2 separate regions of the Zea mays genome follow, and region 2 is linked to region 1. Evidence: chromatin contacts called from public Hi-C data. All regions are on one chromosome and are shown on one strand. The core of a region is the stretch at or near the end of the contact, and the rest is flanking DNA. Distances in the headings are between cores, read along the strand shown. Region 1 holds the start of LOC100280416. Region 2 holds the start of LOC100279461.

Evidence for each region. Hi-C and Micro-C count contacts between places; a contact is called where the count stands out from the background.
Region 2: a Hi-C map of endosperm shows a contact between it and region 1, with 2.8 times the contacts expected there. The contact joins the promoter of LOC100279461 here to the promoter of LOC100280416 in region 1. A contact is called at or near these places in 3 of 25 Hi-C or Micro-C datasets (bundle sheath, endosperm and root tip).

The regions. Positions count from the first base shown.
Region 1 is chr3:45,014,732-45,018,483 of Zm-B73-REFERENCE-NAM-5.0, forward strand. It overlaps LOC100280416, which reads right to left and starts at 2,475. Exons shown (of 1, transcript NM_001153339.2): 1 at 1,339-2,475. The coding sequence starts at 2,355. The coding sequence ends at 1,606.
Region 2 is chr3:45,415,026-45,418,992 of Zm-B73-REFERENCE-NAM-5.0, forward strand. It overlaps LOC100279461, which reads right to left and starts at 1,444. Exons shown (of 9, transcript NM_001367371.1): 1 at 1,310-1,444; 2 at 985-1,177; 3 at 620-884; 4 at 1-523. The coding sequence starts at 1,408.

The sequences.
Region 1 (3,752 bases), core at 1,225-3,724:
GAAATGTCTCCCACAAGCGTTCGTGGGGATCCCCGCGGGAAAAAAATTTCGTCGCGGGGACAGGTTTGGGGAGCTAAAACCCGACGAGGAATTCCCCGTTGCCATCCCTAAGTGATGTGCTGTGTGTTGTGCAGTGCATGCATATAGTGCTGGGAATTGGGCCGGGCCGGGCCAGCCCGTCCCAAGTCCATCGTGCTTCATGCCAAACGGATTCGGGCCAGGAAAGGCCAAACAATTTTTGGTCGTGCCGTGTCAGCCCGAAGTGTAAAAACAGTGGCCCAGTCCGGCCCTAAACCACGTCGTGTCTTCGTTGGGCCGTGTCGGCCCAAGCCCGGCCCGTATATTTGATCACATAAAATTAAAATATTACAACCATATAAAGTTCATAGCTTACTAAATTAAAGATATTAAATAATTCTAGCAACATTTAACCACATAAACTCGAAATATAACAACAATATAACGTCGATATCTTACTAAATTAAAGAAATTAAACAGGTTGGGCTTAATTGGGCCGTGTCGGCCCAAGCCCAGTCCATTTATGCGGGACATGCCGGGGCCCGACGGGTCGGAATTTGAGGTCCGGCCCAGGCCCGCCTTCGGGCCATGCTCGTGCTGGCCCGAAAAGCCCAGCCCAGATTCCCAGCACTACATGCATATTTGCATGGCCTGATGGCTGCCATTTTTGGCTGCCGTTTAACGAAACCAGAACCATGGGGCTGTTACGTGCAACTCCCCTGATCCCCTCCTGAGTAGAGAGGGCAACGGGCGCGTACCCGCTGGGTACTATGTTCCCAAACCCGTACCCGTGAAATTAAAATATACCCGCTAAGAAACCCATGCCCGCAGCCGGGTACAAGTTTTTGCCCGTACCCGTGCCCACCCGGGTACCGGGTACCCGCGGGCTACCCGTGCCCGACAAGAAAGCTAATGGGCTGGGCTGCCAACCATGTTTACTAGGCTGGGCTCATTCGGATGCTAGCCAATCGTTCCTGCACTGAGGCTCTAGATTTCATAGATAGCTAATGGGCTGGGCTGCCAACCATGTTTACTAGGCCATAAAATGAACTTTTTGTTTGTTTAATAATATTATGCCGGGTTTTAGAAACCCATGGGTTTGCGGGTATGGGTACTAGGATCCCATACCCGTACCCGCGTACCCGCTGGGTTTAGCTTATCACCCATTAAGAAACCCGTGGGTTTGGATATTAGCCCGTATCCGTCCCCTAATAGGGTAAAAACCCACCGGGTTTCGGGTTTCGGGTACCCATTGCCATCTCTACTCCTGAGTCATGAACTCCTGATTGCTGAAAAAACTGAAAGTCTCAAAAGGTAAATAGGGAACACGCAAAGGCCTTCACGTTAAGAAAGCCATCAGATTTCATTACGGAATAAGTAATTAACACTGTCATCTCCTTAACTGACTAGAATAGAAGGAACCATGCATGTAATCCTCATGGAGAAGAGATGTACTCAACTAAAAGCAGGCAGCAGCCTAATACTTCTTGCTAGTATACATCTCAAAGGCATCGGCTCAACCGACATCCGCCGTCCGATCATGTGCCATCGGACATTCGGACGGACAAAAGCTCCAATCCCAACTCATCAGATGAGCCCCGAGCTCTCCAGGGCCGGGAAGCCACACTCGCCCTCAATGGCGCGCACCAGTGCCTCCAGCTCTAGCAGCGCCGCCGAGTCCGAGCCGTCGGCCCCAGCTGCCACGGCGGCGTGCGTGTGCGTCGCGGTCCACGCGCGCGCGCCCGGGCTCCTGTCCACCGGCGCTGGCGCAGCGGCGGCGCGGTCGAGCAGGAAGAAAGCGGACGTGTCCAGTGTCGGGAGCACGCACGCGGGCGCGGCGGGCGTCCAGCTGGGCGCGGCGACGGCGGCAGCGGGGGAGGAGGAGGAGGAGGGCCCAGGGGCGGGGAGGCCGGTGATCTCCTGCACCATGCGCTGGAAGTTGGCGGGGTCGGCGGTGATGTATGTGGTCTGCGGGCGCCGCGACGGGCGCGGCTTGCGCTTGGCGACGCGGCCCCCTCTAGGTCCTCCCGCCACGGCCCGGGCGGCGGGCGGCTGGCCCGGCCTGCTGGACACCGGCGCGGGAGCTGCGTCGTGGCCGCTGGACAGGAGCTCGGAGGCGGACGAGGTCGAGGAGGACGGGGTGGACGGGGAGAAGGGCCGGGCCGCGGCGGAGCTGGCGTGGGCAGGCGCAATGGAGGCGCGGAGCGCCGAGGTGAGCGCCGAGTTCTCGAAGGCGGCCGCGGAGGTGAGGCAGCCGGGGGGCGACGAGAAGTAGCAGTGGCTGGCGCCGGCGTGGGTCCAGATTGGGTCGAGGCCGGTGCAGCGGTTTGCCGCCATGTGACGAAGGGAATGGAAGCGACTAGCGAGAGAGGGGAGGTGCAGCAGCTCGACAGCTCGCAGCTTGGAATTGGATTGGGGTGACAGGTGGTGGGGGTAGGCGTAGGCGAGGAAAGGTGAGGCGGGTAGCGGGAGGCGACGGCGGCCAGCGGGAATTTATACTGTGAGCAGCCAGCGTTGCGAGGCCGAAATGGTGGGAGCACACGGGCTGTCTACACCATCATTTTCAGTAGAATCTTTCGAAACATTAGCATAGCAGCATTTGAGAGACGCAGGTGAGCTAAAATTGGCCCTAATGTCTTGCCTCCTTGTTGTTTGTGGAACACAAGGTGTCTTTAGAAATTCTAGGGCGCGAAACAAATGATGTATTTAACTACCTCTTGATCATAGGAAGACATTCGTGATATAACCATACTTGATACTTTGGTTATATATGTATGCCGATCTAATCATTTTTTAAACTCGGTTTTAAAAAGGATTACACTTTATCTCTTATAACTCAAGACAAATTTGAATGTTGGAATAGTTCTTTCCTTTATGTTTTATGAGGACGAGTGGAGCAGAGTATAGGAGTAGGTGCACATGATTTTTTTCAAAAACAAGAAACACGAAAAAGAAAACATAAGCAGCTGATGAGGCCTCTACGTAGTAGTAGGGGTTCAGGGTGTGCGTAGCGATGGGTGCGGAAGAGGAAAGCGAAAGGAGAGGACCGGACGGTGGAGTGGGGCCCTACGGAAACCGCGTCGCTGCCGCGCTTGCGGTGGCTGCCGGCTGGCCATCCGCCCATCCCATTCCCATCACATGCGGACGCCGTGCCGTGCCGGTGGGCTGCGGCCGGCGGCCGCTGAGGTGCGGGCCCCACCTAGGTACCCGTCTGGCTGGGTCCACCGCTCGCTCATCGTCATCTCCTGTCCGCAAAGGATCCCCGCCGCCGCATGCGCCTTTTCCCGTGCGTCACTGAGGGCGCTTGCATTGCATGGAAAGCCAGCGTCGTCGACGACCACGGTCGGTCGGTCCACCGCTGCCTCGATCGGCGGGCACACTTGTTGGGTCCACCCCCTGCCACTCTTGTTGCCCAAGCTCAGCACGGGTCCCCGTGCAGGGAGTCTCCTTGTACGGAGCAGTGACCATAGTCCACAGCCAGGTCAATTTTATGCGGTTGTACTGGTACGGCCTAAACCGCAAAAGAAAGGCGCTTCTGTCGCGATCAAAAGCGAGTTGTGTGAACGCATGAGCAGCCAAATTCTGAACCCTTTTGAAATGGTCGTCGGGAGGTCCATGCAAAGCCGCGTTGTCAGAGTCGGGTGGGCCACGCCACACGTAGGCGTCTAGCCAATCGATGAGATTCCGCGCCGGTGGATCTTCAAGGCTTCAAGACAGAACTCTACTCCAGGGTA
Region 2 (3,967 bases), core at 194-2,693, 400 kb after region 1:
GGTGGACTGGAAGGAGCGGTCGATGGATGAGGCGGCGACGGTGAGGATCCACGGCGCGGAGTTGACGACGGTGTAGGGGTTGGGCCCGTCGTTGCCGCCGGAGCAGACCACCAGCACGCCGCGCTGGTGCGCGTGGAGCGCGCCCAGCGCGATGGGGTCGGTGAGGAAGTCTGACTGGAACACGGAGCTCATACCGATGGAGATGGAGATGACGTCCACGCCGTCGCCCACCGCGTCGTCGATGGCCTTGAGCACGGCCGACGCGGAGCACCCGCCCAGCGAGCACGCGCGGTACACGGCCACCCGGCTCGACGGCGCCCCGCCCTTGGCCGCGCCCCGGGCGAGCCCGTAGTAGTCGGCGTCCGACACGACCGCGCCGGCCGCCGTGGACGCGGTGTGCGTGCCGTGGCCCACGGTGTCCCGCGGCGATCCGGTTGCGGCCGGCGTCGCCACGGCGCTGCTGGAGGCGTTCGATGCCGACGACTCGGGCTGGACGCCGTAGAACCGGGCGCCTATGAGCTTCCTGCGACAGGCACATGGCAGACACGCATTTCAGGGAATGTGTCACTTGTTCAGAAATTTTCTTGAGCAGATACAAAATGCCAGCCAGCATTGGTACTTGTTGCAGTTGCTCTTCTTGAAGTCGGGTCCTTCCATGCACACGCCGCGCCACCGCGCCGGCACGTCCCGCATCCCGGCGTCGTTGAAGCTCGGCGACTCCGGCCAGACGCCCGTGTCGACGATGCCCATGATGACGTCCCCCGACGCCCGTCGGCCGAGGCGGCCGGACTGGAGCCCGGACTGCACCTCCAGGAAGTCCCACGACCGCGTCGTGTGCAGCTGCAGGGCTCGGTCCTTGAACACGGACACCACCCTCTCGTGCCCTGCAAAGAACGCGACAAGTAACTAACAGGTCAGGTCGCCATCGTTGCTGGCCTTCGCACGATCACTGGCAATCGGTCGATCGGGAGTCCGTAGCCTCACCGGAGAGCGCGGCGGCCTCCTTGTCGGTGAGCGCGGCGGCGAAGCCCTCGAACGCGTGGTGGTAGCTATGCGTCAGCGCCACCCTCCCCTGCTCGTCGCTCGGGACGATGGACGACAGCATCTGCAGGTGAGCCGCCTGCACCGCCTCCGGGTCGCCGCCGCCCGACGGGCTCCCCATGTATACGACATACGACTGGATTGCCAACACCGTCGATCAAAAAGCATAATTCAGTAAGGTCCGCGGTGGAGCAATCACCACCCACAACCACAATCCTAAGCTGCCAATCAATCAAGTGCAGTGCAGCCATCCAAACAGTAGCACTACCTCTTTGGTGGTGTGGTCCGGTTCAGCTGAGCCTGAGAGGAGGGGTACCAGGAGGCGGTAGGCGAGGACGAGGACGACGAAGCGCCCGGTGTTCACCATTGACGCCCACACGAATCAGCTCGGCAGTCAAACCGGGGACGGGACACTGGTGGTAGGGACTGGTACCGGCAGCATGGGCGCAATTTGTAGCTGGAGCCGAGCCTCGCTTTTGACAGAATCGGATTCACCTGGGCTCTGACTGGCCTCTTTGGAGCAGGGGCGCATCGCATCGCTTTCGATGCGATCAATCATGGTGGATGGAAGCTTCTCCCGTGGGGATTCGCTGTCGTCCCCGTCGCGGCATGATCGCCCGCGTGTCCCTGTGAAACCCAAACCAGGTCCAGATCAGTGTCGCGGAGATCGTTCTGCTGGAGAGATTGCTTGGCCCCCACGGAGGGAATATGTGCGCGGTGCGGTCCGACGCTTCTTCACCGGTGGAAGTGAAGCTGCTTTCACTCTCCTCCTGCACTGAGCTCACTGATTCAGTGGGTTTGCTTTACTAGCCACAACAAACAAAAAGGAAATCTTTTCTTTTTCCTCTCTAATTCCTTAAAAGCTTACTGTGTGTTCAATCAGAAGTTAACATTTGGAACCAGCAACTGTATTGCCTAGCGGATAGTGCATTAATAAATGTCTAGTACAGGTTTGTTGCTGATGATGTGTAGGACAGATTCATGATACAAAAATTGCAAGGAAAGTGATGGATCGATCATAAAAGACAGAGACCTATGCCGTGTCAACTGCCGAACGTTCCAGCCTTTAAGCACATGTGTGTGTTTTTTTTAACTTGCAGCTAGCTTGATAGTGTCGGTGTCTGGTAGCCAAGCGCCAGGCAAGTCGTTTCTGAGGTAACGTATCGGATAGCCTTGGCTTTAGTGAGTGAGTGAGCCTCACTCACTTTCTGCTAGTAGCTGAACAGGCTCCCACCTTCCACAGCAAAGGGAGCTCATTTACCCCTGCCAAAAAAAACAGTCACTTCAAATTATCTATCAGTATATCGGGATCGATGGCGATGATTGCTTCTTTCCTCACCAGGCTGGATCACAGAAAAGTGAACGCGTCGATGCATCAGACAGTCAGATGATACCGCTGATGATGAAACGGTGCGGGCAAAGCGGCAAAGCAGAACCGTACTGGAGATGTGAGCTACACTAATCAGTAACCGGCACATGAGGATGAGGGTGGGAAAAAAAAAGCAGCTCCACAATGCCTCCTTGTTCTCGATGGCTTTTCTCAGTCACAAGAACCTTGCGTCCCAAACACATCGTTTTCGGTCACCGCGATCAGACATTGACAGGCAGCCCTGCTTAGTCGACTGTATTAAGTTGCATGCACCAATCAGTCAAATTTAAAAGCTTAAGCTAATAACAGGAGGTAGACAATTCACTTAGGGCTGATTTGGTAGATATGGATTACGAAGGGATCCATGGTGGAGGAATTCCTCATTAATCTTCTCGTGATCTCTGTCCACCAAATCAGCTCGTATATTATATTCTAACACTTTCCCTCCTCGTCGAGCTTCTTTTGGTCTCTGACGTGGAATATAGGAGCGATCAACAATTATTTTATTTAATTGTGATAGACATGATTCGAACTCGAGACCTCTGTCTTTAATACCATATTAAGTGGTATACACCAAATAGTACAACCTAAAAGATTAAGATGATAGTAGAATGTGGACAATTCACTTATATTATATTATAACAGACTTGTGGCGCAATCTGTTGTTGTTCATCTTTTCGCTTTGCTGCACTGAGTATCTGATTATTCTCCTTCATCCAGAAAAATAAGACCAACAGCCTCTTGTCTTGTAAGTTTAATTTGAGTTAATCAGGTAAACTGTTTCCGTGTAGCCTATATGCCATGGGATTAGGGGAAGCTGATAGTTTACATGCTGTGCTTCTCTAACTGAGATAACATCAGTTTTAGATAGACTATTTATAAAATTCCATTGGGGGGGGGGGGGGTATGTAAAGTATTGAACCATTTGGAGCAGATGATTGTTGTTCTTTTCTTGAGTATCAAGCACCATTAAAGAGAAGGGGGGGGGGGGGCTGAGGGCATTGGTCACATACCATTTACATGTACTGTAGCCAACTGAGTAAGCAAACGAAGATGCCCTTGATCAGCTTTGCACAGCAATGGAACTCCACCATTCTTGCGATTGGAAAATGGTCGGCTACTGCACCTTTCTTTCATTTTTATGCTTTTGCTTTTCAAGGCTGATGTATGCACCTTCGTATCAGTTGAAGAACACAAACCGTATGACATATGCAGGAAGCTAGGAAAACTTGCTGATGAGGAGTTGTCACACCCGTGTTTTAGGGGTCCAAAGCCCGGGCACGAACATAAACACCAGGTGTGCTGGACCAAGTCTCACACATATGATGCACAGTGACACAGGATCGAATGTCACATCTTTACTATATAACAAGAGTTCTATACAAAATAATTAAATAATTACATCATATGAGGAAACGATCCAGCAACCCAAAGTTGACTGGGAGACAACGGTCTAGACCTCTCACGAACTCGTCACAGCATCCTCCATACGCCTCATCCTGTGGTACCTGTTCTTGACCTGTGGGGGGGTGTGAGACAGCAAGAGTGAGCTCACAT